Linked DNA regions of Gossypium hirsutum: all the other regions are linked to region 3. A link is a contact called in public Hi-C data. All regions are on one chromosome and are shown on one strand. Each heading gives the region's core, a stretch centred on a gene start, on an enhancer-like site or on the middle of the called end of the contact. The rest is flanking DNA. Distances are from core to core; before and after follow the strand shown.

Evidence for each region. Hi-C and Micro-C count contacts between places; a contact is called where the count stands out from the background.
Region 1: a contact with region 3 is called in a Hi-C map of leaf, with 2.8 times the contacts expected there. The contact joins the promoter of LOC107949461 here to the enhancer-like site in region 3. A contact is called at or near these places in 6 of 34 Hi-C or Micro-C datasets (callus, hypocotyl and leaf).
Region 2: a Hi-C map of leaf shows a contact between it and region 3, with 3 times the contacts expected there. The contact joins the promoter of LOC107949462 here to the enhancer-like site in region 3. A contact is called at or near these places in 8 of 34 Hi-C or Micro-C datasets (callus, leaf and petal).

Annotation. Positions count from the first base shown.
Region 1 is chrD01:32,825,083-32,829,013 of Gossypium_hirsutum_v2.1, forward strand. LOC107949461 (protein YIPF5 homolog) reads left to right here and starts at 1,782. Exons shown (of 1, transcript XM_016884114.2): 1 at 1,782-2,869. The coding sequence starts at 2,013. The coding sequence ends at 2,762.
Region 2 is chrD01:32,864,508-32,868,248 of Gossypium_hirsutum_v2.1, forward strand. It overlaps LOC107949462 (IQ domain-containing protein IQM3), which reads right to left and starts at 2,367. Exons shown (of 9, transcript XM_016884115.2): 1 at 1,881-2,367; 2 at 1,682-1,796; 3 at 1,549-1,614; 4 at 1,365-1,453; 5 at 1,129-1,216; 6 at 895-1,041; 7 at 705-797; 8 at 469-570; 9 at 1-272. The coding sequence starts at 2,239.
Region 3 is chrD01:32,948,650-32,952,591 of Gossypium_hirsutum_v2.1, forward strand. No RefSeq gene overlaps it. Among protein-coding and RNA genes, the nearest start is that of LOC121213523, 14 kb to the right of the region's middle. Within about 2 kb of position 1,567, at least 1 of the 9 cell types and tissues checked has an H3K27ac peak or open chromatin away from gene starts, as enhancers often do. A contact at or near this core is called in leaf, where this site is marked.

The DNA of each region.
Region 1 (3,931 bases), core at 532-3,031, 120 kb before region 3:
GCTGTAATCTATTCTTATTACACCCAACCAAATATGCTATTAATTTTAAAATTACTTTATCCATTACATCACACGTTTATTATTTATTTATTTATTACAAAAAGAAGGAAAGAAGGAAGCCAAATTCGAATTACCCCTTCTCCATAAGTGTCACTATGGAGCAAGGGTTCAAGGCTCATTGACATTGTCTCAAGTTGAACCAGACCTCTCTCAATATTCTAAATTAAATTCGCCAAGTGATCCATGCAAATATTTCCTTTATGATGAATGTGTCTAACCTCGATCACGCATCTTTCATTTATTAAATTAATAAAATTTATTTATTCATATTTTATTATTATCTGTGATTTATATAACAAATTTAATCATACAAGTACTTATTCATTATTTACAACTTTTACAATTTAGTCATTTTACCTTAATTAATCACTAATTTGACAAAATTACCTATAAAAAATTCAATTAACCTATACAGTAAATCCGTAAATATTTATATTAAATATTTATGAGTTTGGTTTATAGAAATGAGGTCCCATTACATCATTTTCTAACACCACTAACTTTAGGGTCGCTACACTTGTATCTTAACTAACTACCCAATTAGCAAATCCGTTAGACCAAAATTTAATATCATATTATAATTAACTCGTAAATATTAATTGATAATATTTACGGACTGATCATTGGAAAAAGAGACTGAAAATCGGACTATTACAATAGTAGCAAAATTAATAATAAAACAAAAAATTATATAATATCCAAATAATAATAACAAAATTGTAGTACTATAATAGCAAAAAAACAACAAATTGTAGCAGGAAAGAAAATTTAGGTAGATTCGGACCGGGCTGAACTCGGGCCAAAAGAAACTTACCCGAAATTCGACACATTTAGAAAATGAGCCTTATTTTTTGTTGAAGCCCATATTTCGGACCTATATTTTAACCCAAACTTTTCACCTTTTAGGTGAAGCCATGATCAGTTAAGATTTGGTGCTGAAGCATTAGAGATGGGAAAAGAAATAGAAGAAAATCATGAACAATTCCAGGTTGATTTAAATGACGAACAGTGTGGCGATGAAGCATGAGAACACGGTTGAGTAATGGTTTTAAAGAATATTTTTATGAAAATGATGAAGCTGATTTAACGATAGAGCAAGTAAAAGGGATGGAATTTATTCCATTAGCTGGAGCTGAAGGAAAATTTAAAATTTAAGATAATTTATCCACCTGATTTTAACATAAAATTTTTAAATATTAATTGTCATACTTTTAAAAGAAAATTGATCCGCCAAGGATTTAAAGAGTGGGTAGGGGCAGCAAGGGAGTTGTCCCAAGCCCGAATTTCTTTTTAACAAAGATTAAAAAAAAAGTTCTAAAATTTCCTTTTAATGTAAAAAATTATTAAATATTTTTTTTATAATTTACAAAAGAATATTTAATTTTTCTTTTACAAAATTATCAAAACACAATTCAAATTTGTATTAGATTAATTTAATGACTGTTTCTAAAAACTTTTTAATGTAAACTTAGATTAATTTTACTTATTAATCCAAAGATACTTTATTTATAAAATATTATTATCTTTAATTGATTCTAATATCAATTATAATTTTTTAAAATTAATTCTAATACTTAGAGTAAGTAAAAAAATCATAATTTAATTAATACGTATGCATCAGACGGGCAACAAAAACTAGTTAAGAGTTAGGCATAGATTACTCAATACCTATTTATTACAGTTTCAACTGTGTTATCTCATCTCATGTTGTATAAAATAACAAAAGAAAGTGGAAATGTGCAATAATGTAATTTCGCGGGGCAAAACACGTCAACATGTTCATCTCCCGCGGTTGAACACTTCAACCATTTGCAAAAAATCCAGACGAATAGTCCAAAACACCCTTCCATTCACCGCCCAATTTTAACACTATATATTTCCCTTGAGAAGGCAAAAAAAGAAAAAACTTGCCTTGGTGCCCCCACAAAAGAATCGCTATAGCTTCAACAAAAATGAGCAAACAATTCACAGTGCCACCGGTGGTTTTTCCGTCCGGCGGTGGTGTCAACCCCAACGTCGGTAACATCAACCAACGCCGTGTCCCAACGGCTCCTTTCCAGCCCTCTTCCTCCGCCATACCCTTCATGGCCTTCGATATGGGGTCGGTTCCATCATCATCCGGATCCTTGGGCGGCACAATCTCCACGTCAGCCGTATCCGCTTCCGCCTCATTCGAAGACGAAGAACCCCTCCTCGACGAACTGGGCATCCACCCGGACCAAATCTGGCACAAAACGAGATCCATCCTCAATCCTTTCCGGGTCAACCTGGCGGCACATAAAGACTCGGATCTCTCCGGCCCGATCTTCCTCTACTTGTCTTTCTGCTTATTCCAGCTCCTCGGCGGCAAGATCCAGTTCGGCATAATCCTGGGGTGGATCGTGGTCTCCTCGATTTTCCTCTACGTGGTTTTTAACATGTTGGCGGGTCGCAACAACGGCAACCTAGATCTGCACACGTGTACGAGCGTGGTTGGTTACTGTATGTTGCCGGTGGTGATATTATCGGCGGTGTCGCTTTTCATGCCGCAGGGGATCGGTGTGGTGAGGTACGCAACGGCGGGGGTATTCGTGGTTTGGGCCACTAGGTCTTGCGCCAATTTGATGGTGGCGCTTGCTGATGGGGTGGAAGAACACCGTGGGCTGATCGCGTATGCTTGTTTCTTGATCTACGCATTATTTTCGCTTCTGGTCATATTTTAATTCAAACTGATATTTATAGTAAAGATGCTGTTTTTGAAATTTGATATCTAAAATGCTACAGAATTGCACACTCTTTGGTTTCTGAAAATGAATGACATTTGGATCAACTCTCACTTCATCATCAATTTAATACATATTAAATTTTGAAATATATTTGAATACATACATTGTCCATCTCCATGCTTACTTCAACTCATTGTATGATTCTTAAAATTTATTAAATTTGTCCATATTTAAAATTAACTAATAAATTATCGATTCAGTTGGATACGAGTATTGCTGTCAACATTGTAGGACGTAATTGTATTGTTCTCCCATTTATAGATTGGGAGGATTATAAATAATTTTAAATATTTTGTCAAAAAAAACAAGTTACTAAAAAAAACCTAATAAATTTCATTTTACCCCACTAATAATATTTTATAATATTTAAGTGATTATTTAAAAAGTATTTTTATTTTTATTCTTTATTCATCACTATCAGTGAAAATTTTAAAAGTTTGTTAAATTGCTGATCACTTAGGGCGTGTTCTCCGTTATGATATAAAAACATTTTCAAGTCAACGAGAATATTTGATATTTGGGGTAAAAAAAATGCGATTAAAAAGTATTTTTTATCTAAATATAAAAGTTGAGATTTAAGTGTTTTTGATGAAAATTATGTAAATCCACTTATTTATATTAATTATTTAAAATGTATATAAAAAATTAGATTAATTTATATTTCATGTATCATTATATTAAATTATTTAAATATTATTCATTATTATATTAAATTATTTAAATCTTATTTATTATTATATTTAATTTTTAAAATAGTTTATGCGTTATTAATTTTACAAATAATTTATATTGATTACTTAAAAATATTTAAAAATTATATTTCATGTATCATTATATTAAAATATTTAATATCATAACTTAATTACTTTTTTTTTTTACTTTCTACTATCATGTCTAAAATAAACATTTTAACTTTTAATACATCTTTGGGAGTTTGAATCTAATTGATTAACTGCTATTTTTGTTCTTTTCCTTTTTCTGATTCTTACTATCTTTTTAGAAATTGTAAAATATCTCCTTGAAATGATCCAACAAAATAATTTAAAAAACTTTCTTTTGATCAATTATTGTTGTTTACAATAATAGTCATAGACTGTGTCCAATCA
Region 2 (3,741 bases), core at 1,117-3,616, 83 kb before region 3:
GATTTCGTTGCCTTCTTTGAGTTGATCCTTTGCAATATCGCAGTTTTAGGCACCTCAGTTCTCGGACTCTTAAGACCACCAGATAAAGTCCTTTCGTAAGTATTTGTGGTCTCCGGTTGTTTAGTATCATATGATTCTAATGACAGATTCTTCTCTTCATTGTTGATTTTGGGTTCAGTCGGCACTGGGCTTGCTGAAAATCCAAAAGTACTAACACTACTGCTGGATTTTCCATCATCGTAGCTATCAGAATCATCGGTTGAATGGCGAATCTGAACACAAAATAAATGTAATTCATCATATATCTAAGAAATACCTAACGAATGGTGGCATGATCCAACTGAAAATGGAACCAGAGGTTCGACGTTCAAGGATCAAAACCAGCAAGCATATGAAATAACCAAGCAGACATTAATTGGTGCAATTTGACAAATCCAACAAATGCAGAAGAGGAGATTGAAAGGTTACCTCAACTTTGTCAAGGTTCACTCCGTTCTCCTTCAGAAAGGAAAGAAAACTGTTGAGACTATCATTCGTTGGCCGGTAATGCCCGCTATATGCAGAGATGGACTGAAAAACGAACAAAATCATGTCTCACATACATCATATAAGTCATCCGGCCATTCAAATGCAACTATCAATATAGGCGGCACGTAACAAAATCTGAGTACACTACTAAATCCTAAATCGTTACAAACTTATACCTTTAGTATCCCTTTCTCCACCACCAATCTACCAGCAGCTAGTGTCGCTCCACCGGCTAAGAAGCTAGAATGATGGAACATTCCTTTCTTCTTCTGCAAGGTACCGAAAAGACATTAAAGACATTTTTGGGTTTTTATACATCTAGTAAGTATGAAATCTAACAGTTGCAGTTCAAGCCAGATGGTTTACCTTGCCGGCATACAATTTCTTCGAGGTGCTCATAACAAATATCCATTTAACCTCTTTCGAGCCTTGGAATGTATCAAGGACATTTCTAGTTTGTTTATGGATAATCTTTCCTTCAACAACAATGTACTCATAATGTTCCCTTTCTTGCTGTTTACAACAACAGGGAATTAACAATTTCATTCAATCTTATTTGGAAAAAGAGATTGAATCTAACATATGAATTTGCATACATACAGGTCCAAGATACTTGATCAATTGTTTTTGAAGATTCGATCTTGAACATTCTTCGAGATCGACATCTTTGCCATCCCCTATATCTAACCTGTAGGAAACAAAATAAGAAAGAAAGGAAAAAGGTGAAATCATTGTTTTTGTCCTAGTACTATGCTCAATTTGAAGATTTAGTCCATCCACTTTAATTTGGTCTTCCTACCAAAATTAATAGAATGAGAAAAATGTTTGGGGTTTACCAATAGAAAAATGGTTGACCAGCATCAGTTTTACACCATTCATCGTAGTAAATATGTAAGTTATGGCCGTAACGGTGTCGTGGATCAATCTACAGTTGAAAAAAAAGTGTTCGATTCAACTAATAAAATTATCCAATATATTTTTTTAATCTTTTTAATAAAAAGATTAAGAAGAGTAAATTACAGCTTCAATCCAATGTTGAAAAGCCAATTTTTGTGCTTTGGCGTCTATGGACAACCCTTTCCCGACCTGACAAAATTCCCAACTTAATTATTTATGAAAATTAACCAAAAAATTAAAAAGAAGAAGAAAATACCTTAGAAGCATTTAAGCGAACGCGATTCCACCTTGAAGCAGCAGTTTCTGGTTTCAAATAATTAAAAAAGGAAATTGTGCTGTGATTAAGCCTTGCATAGTTTAAAGCCAGCCACCTGAAAATAATAAAAATATTTACTATTAGTATTAAATAATATATATTTTTTTAAGACAGACAAAGATTTTGCGGAAGAAACTACCAGAGTTCTTCAGCGACAACAGCAGAGTCTGCTAACCTACGCCGTGTCCGGTAACTCCTATACACCTTCTGGACCTTAACGGCAGCGTTGGAATGAGAAGAACCGCCACCGCGCGTCTGATTCGAACCCGGAGAATCTCGGCCGTCGGATAACGGCTCCAGCAGCATTTTCAAACCACCACCATTAACCACCGTCGGGAAATCCGATTCGCTAGCTTGGTTCGGACTATCCACAGATACAAATTCGGATTCCCCAAGTAAGCCGACGTTCGTAATGTCGGTGGAGGAAATGTTATAAAACGGAGACTTTGACTGGAGGTCGAAATTCGAAACAGCTGCTTGATTTTCGATTATTTCCATTGTTTTTCTTGGTAGCCAAATTTGAAGGAGTTTTCGAAAGAGAGAATCTTGGGGTCGTTGGTTTTTGAGAGAATACTTAAAAGAAAAAACCGGAGCCAAGGACTTAGAAAATCGCCGGGAAACCCACTTGTAGATTTTTATATGTATTCCACTTGGATTACGAGTAAGTAAAGTGCGTGTGTGTTACGCGCTGAGGTTGAGAGTGAGATTTTGTGTAACTCGCTCGAGACAAAACAAACTAGTGACCAAGCATCCTCAAAAGTAAAATCATTTATCATAAATCATAAATCTGGCTTTAACAGTCTTTGAGTAAGGATTTTTGTGATTTTATTATTATTATTATTATTATTATTGAATTTTGTTAATCTAATTGAAATAAAATTTGGGTGCCATAAATCTATTTTAGTTAAACTAAAAAATATAAACAAATAAATTCAACATTGATTAAATTTTAAATAAGGATATATATATTTTAAAACTATTTCAAAGTAAAATAAGAGTGTGTTCACATGGGGAACTTTCAAAATTTTAAAGCTAAATTTACTTATTTGTATAAATATAAGTTCTAAAATTTATGTAAATAAGCAGTATTTTTTCAAAATTTCTTATTATTTTATTTTATTTAATACAGATGATCACATTATAAGATAAAAAACTTCAATTTCAAAAATTATTTTTATTTGATTCTAATGTATGTTTTTAAACTTTCATTTTATTAAAATTATTTATAATTTTTTACAAATATAATGATATCCATATTGAATACTTTATATTATTTATTTCTAATATAATTCTTCTTCTTTTATAATTACTTTTTGATTTGCAAAACAAGATATTTTATAGTTTTTTCTAATTTTATATTTACTTTGTAAAATAATGATATTTTAATCATTATTCAACTGAGTTAGTGTTTGACTGACTCATGACACCAAACTCAACCAAAGACTTAATATATAATATAGAATAGATAAATTTGGGGGTAAATTAATGAAATATGATGAATTTTTTTAATATTTAAGTAAATAGCTTGTTTTTTTATTTACCAGGATATGTTGTTTTTGGAGAGAGAAATGAAAACGCATCATGTAGGACGCGTTTTTAGGAGAGAGAAATGAAAACGAGAGAAAAATGAAAACGCGTCCTGAAGAACGTGTTTTTAGGAGAGAAAAATGAAAACGCGTCCTGCAGGGCGCATTTTCTCTTTGACCATTTTCAACCCCAAGTATAACCTTAATTTTTTCCTCTGAAGCCGAGATTCCAAGGATAATTTTCAAACACTACAACCTGGGAATCCCGGGATAAAATTGCAAAACATGGTTTTTTTTCTCCCCGCCCCCTCACCTATGTAAATGGGAGTTTCCATCACCCTACTCCATCATCTCTCTTGCCCATTGTCTCCTTTAAATTGTTTTTTTCATTTTTCTTGTGTGTTGAAATTTTCGGGTTTAAATATTTCTTTTTCTTTTTCTTTGAGGGAGACATAATCATAGTTTTAAGTTGTG
Region 3 (3,942 bases), core at 317-2,816:
TTCCTAATCATATTTTTCAATTAGTAGGTGGTTGACGTATCATCGCAACAAACATCCTACTTCTATTAAAAGGCTTAGCATTTCCCATCTATTTTTTTATTTCTATTCTATAATCTCACACGCTCTTCAACTTAAATACTTTTTCTAGTCTTTTTATACCTAAATTTCTATTCACCCTCTACTTCTTATAATATAGAAAATTATTTCTAAAATAAATCATAAATGTCATATAGCACTTAGAGTTGAAATAGCTAGGAAAACTACTCCTAGTCGCCCTCTACTTCCTATAATATAAATTATTTCTATTCACCCTCTACTTCTTATAATATAAAAAATTATTTCTAAAAGAAATCATAAATGTCCAACTTGTTAAGGCAATAATCAAATTGTTTCTTTCCTAATGTTTTTTGTAAATATATCTGCTAGCTGATCTGTAGTAGAGACATACGAAAGAGAAATAAGATTCTCTTAAATTGCATCCCGAATAAAATGACAATTCACCTCAATATACTTTGTATATTCGTGATTAATAGAATTATGAGCAAAGAACAGACTAATTGTGACAAAGGAATAGATTCATTATATTATTAATGTGTAGTTTTTTCACATTAAAACCTAATTAAAACAAACAGTTTCATTGGTAGTGATATATATTTGTTTAATATTGTGGTTTTAAAAAAATTAAAATTTATTAAATATTCATAATTATTATTATATAAAACTTGGAATTTTTAAATCTTTCGTGCATTGCACAACCAAGAAAAGTGATATATATAACACATTCCATTTGCTAAAAGTTTCTTAGAGTAATAATATAAATTATAATATATTATTTGAGAATCAATTTTACCAAGTAAATTATTTTAAATATCAATATAATTAATTTATAATATACCATATTTTTATAATAAAATTACATAAAGCAATTGGTTTTATATAACAAATTAATGTTATATCATTTCGATGCAAACAAATAACCATAAAAATATGGATTTTAATTAAAATATACTTAAAATTATTATATTACAAAAAAAAGTTTAATTTAAATTAATATTAAATTAGTAATTTATATTGAGGTTTAGACCTTGAAATTACCTAAATATAATCAAGGTTTTCATAATCAAATTGGTTAGACCATCAATTTTTTGGTTCAATTGAATAAATTATTAAAAATTTAAAAATTAAAACAATAAAAATAGAGAAAAACCGATTTAATCAATTTTTTAGCTCAATTCAACCAATTTGTGATTCAATCTATCCAACCCCTTATTCCAAATTGAAACCACGACTAATTCTTGATCTAACCAGTCCGACCAAATAATTTAATATAATTCAAAATACTGAATATAATTACATTTAATGCAAAATAATTTAAACTCGAATCTAAAATAATTTAAACACCTAAAATTTTAAACTTTAAATGAAAAAAAAAACCTAAACTCAAAATAACCTAACATAAACCTATCAAATCAGTCCATTGCCACCTCAACTCATGGATAGAATGTTGGATTAAGGAAAAGGAAGAGATTTTATAAATATAAGCTGGGTACACGGTCCAGCCCATTTAAATTGTAGCCTATAAGTTCTCAAAATACCTTTTTCTTCAGCTAAGGGCCAGCTTACAATTACACACTAACAAATTGCATTATATACCAAAAATACCTTTGGAAACCATGTAGTTAATATATATATATATATATGTATGTATGAGTTTAAAAATAAATTAATAATGATATATATACAATCTATATTGAATTAAAATAAAAAATTAATTTAAATTATAAGTAAAAAAAAACTTTAAATACCTAAACATATCATATTATAAATATTAAATACAATCTAATTGTTCATCATCATTTTTTTATTTTTTATAACATGTTAAAATGTTATCATGTTGGTCAAAGGAAAATTCAATATTGAGTCGATTTGTGGCACCAACTTAATCGCAGATATTATGTATACTAATTTTTGTTACACCCATGATGTAAGTGAAAGAAAAACATAATATTAAAATTATAATTATAAAAAAAAATGGGATGAAGTTCAAAACTGCACATGAACTTTGGTTCAATGTGCAATGCTATAGGTGAACTATAATTTTGTACAAATTTATACATTAAATGTTTATTTGATTCAAATTTCACAATTTACTAATACAACTATAGATATAACATCATTTTAAACAAATAGTTATATTTATTTAATACAAAAATAAAATTAATATACTTATTTCTTTAAATTGTAAAATTAGATCAAAATCGGAGTTTCATATATACATTTGAACTACAATAAAATAATTAAAGTTTGTGCATCAAAATTGTACTTGAACCAAAATTCATGTAGAATTTTGATACTTCTCCCTAAAAAATATCAATAATTGAGTTATAGATGAAATGGTAAAATACTTATTGTAAACATTGTTTAGGCTTAGGTACATTCTTACACATTACATTAAATTATTCAAAAAATTTATAAAAAAATTATATAGATATCGGTAAGGATTTCATACAAGAAAAATTAAGAACCTGTCAAATATATTTAATTTACATTAAAAAAATAAAAATTAAAAAATAAAAGAATACATGACCTGCTTGTAGAGTTGTTTAGTTCAATTGCAAATGTACCCTACAATAATCTTTTGGTTAAATGAAATAATTTCAGTTTTAGTCTCTCCCAGTTATAAGTATTCAATTTAAATCCTTTTAAAACAGAAAAATTACCCCAAGCACATTAAAATTCTAAAATTTTATTATCCACAAAAGGAGATGTGTAGTACAAAGCCAGTTTCAATCAAAGCATCCTTGTTGATTTGTGTAGCTAAGGCAGCCATTACAGGCCGGCACGACGCCACCATTGTCATCACTCTCTCTATACCAAATGTTTGTGGTGGGCAATCATTTGAAGGAGACAAGGCCTGACTTCGGCAGGCACCGGTGGGGTTAATCATCAACCAAATTTCATTAATTTAAATAAATAAATTACACTTACCTGTCCAACAAGCTCAGATACATTTGAATAATCTCTTCAAAGAGTTTAAGAAACCTCCTTTGATGTTTCCCTTCACGTACTGCATATAATATGCATGAACCTCACATCATTATTCTAACCAATTGCACATGTTTTTTTTCCTTTTTCCTTTATTTATTTATTTATTTCCTTTTTCATACATGTTTTTGGACCTCACCGCTAATAACATTTTTATCTAATAAATTAAATTAAAATAATTGTATTTGTCCATAATAGTGATTAATTATTTTATCGTGGATGCTCCATGAAGAGGTAAATGGATAACCATAAAATGTGCTCTATTCTCATGAGTGAGAATCGAGCTCCCCATCATATGATTAAGGAAAGAGATGAACACCTTATGACAATTAAAAATCTAAAGTTAAAATTATTTGCATATAAATTAGACTTGAAATTATGAAAATATAGAAATTAATAAGAAAAATTAACCTGATTTGGATTTCTCAAGAGCATTTGATTTTGATCCAAAAACATATGAAAGGACATAAATTGTAATTATTGTTCCATAACTCAAATGGTCAAATATTACACAAAATAATATTCCATATCTAGGTTTGATTTATGTTGGAAATATATCCATTTGCCATGAAGCCTTTCATTGCTAGATGAAGAGAATCTCTTCAATTTTAATTGTTCTTTTTTTTTCAAATAAGAAGATTTTGATGTCACCTTAAGATGAGACATATTGGGATGGAATAATAAGACATCATTGTGATTTTTTTTATTTGTATTTTTTTAAGAATAAAATATATCTATCAAGAAAAATGTGATTGAAAAAAAATGTTTACAATACTATATATACATATATATATACTCTTTCTTGTCCATTGTGAGGTTGTGGTGAATTAGAGCAAAATTGTTCCATGTGCACTTGAGGGAAAAAAATTTATTATGGAATTCTTTTCAAAGAGTATC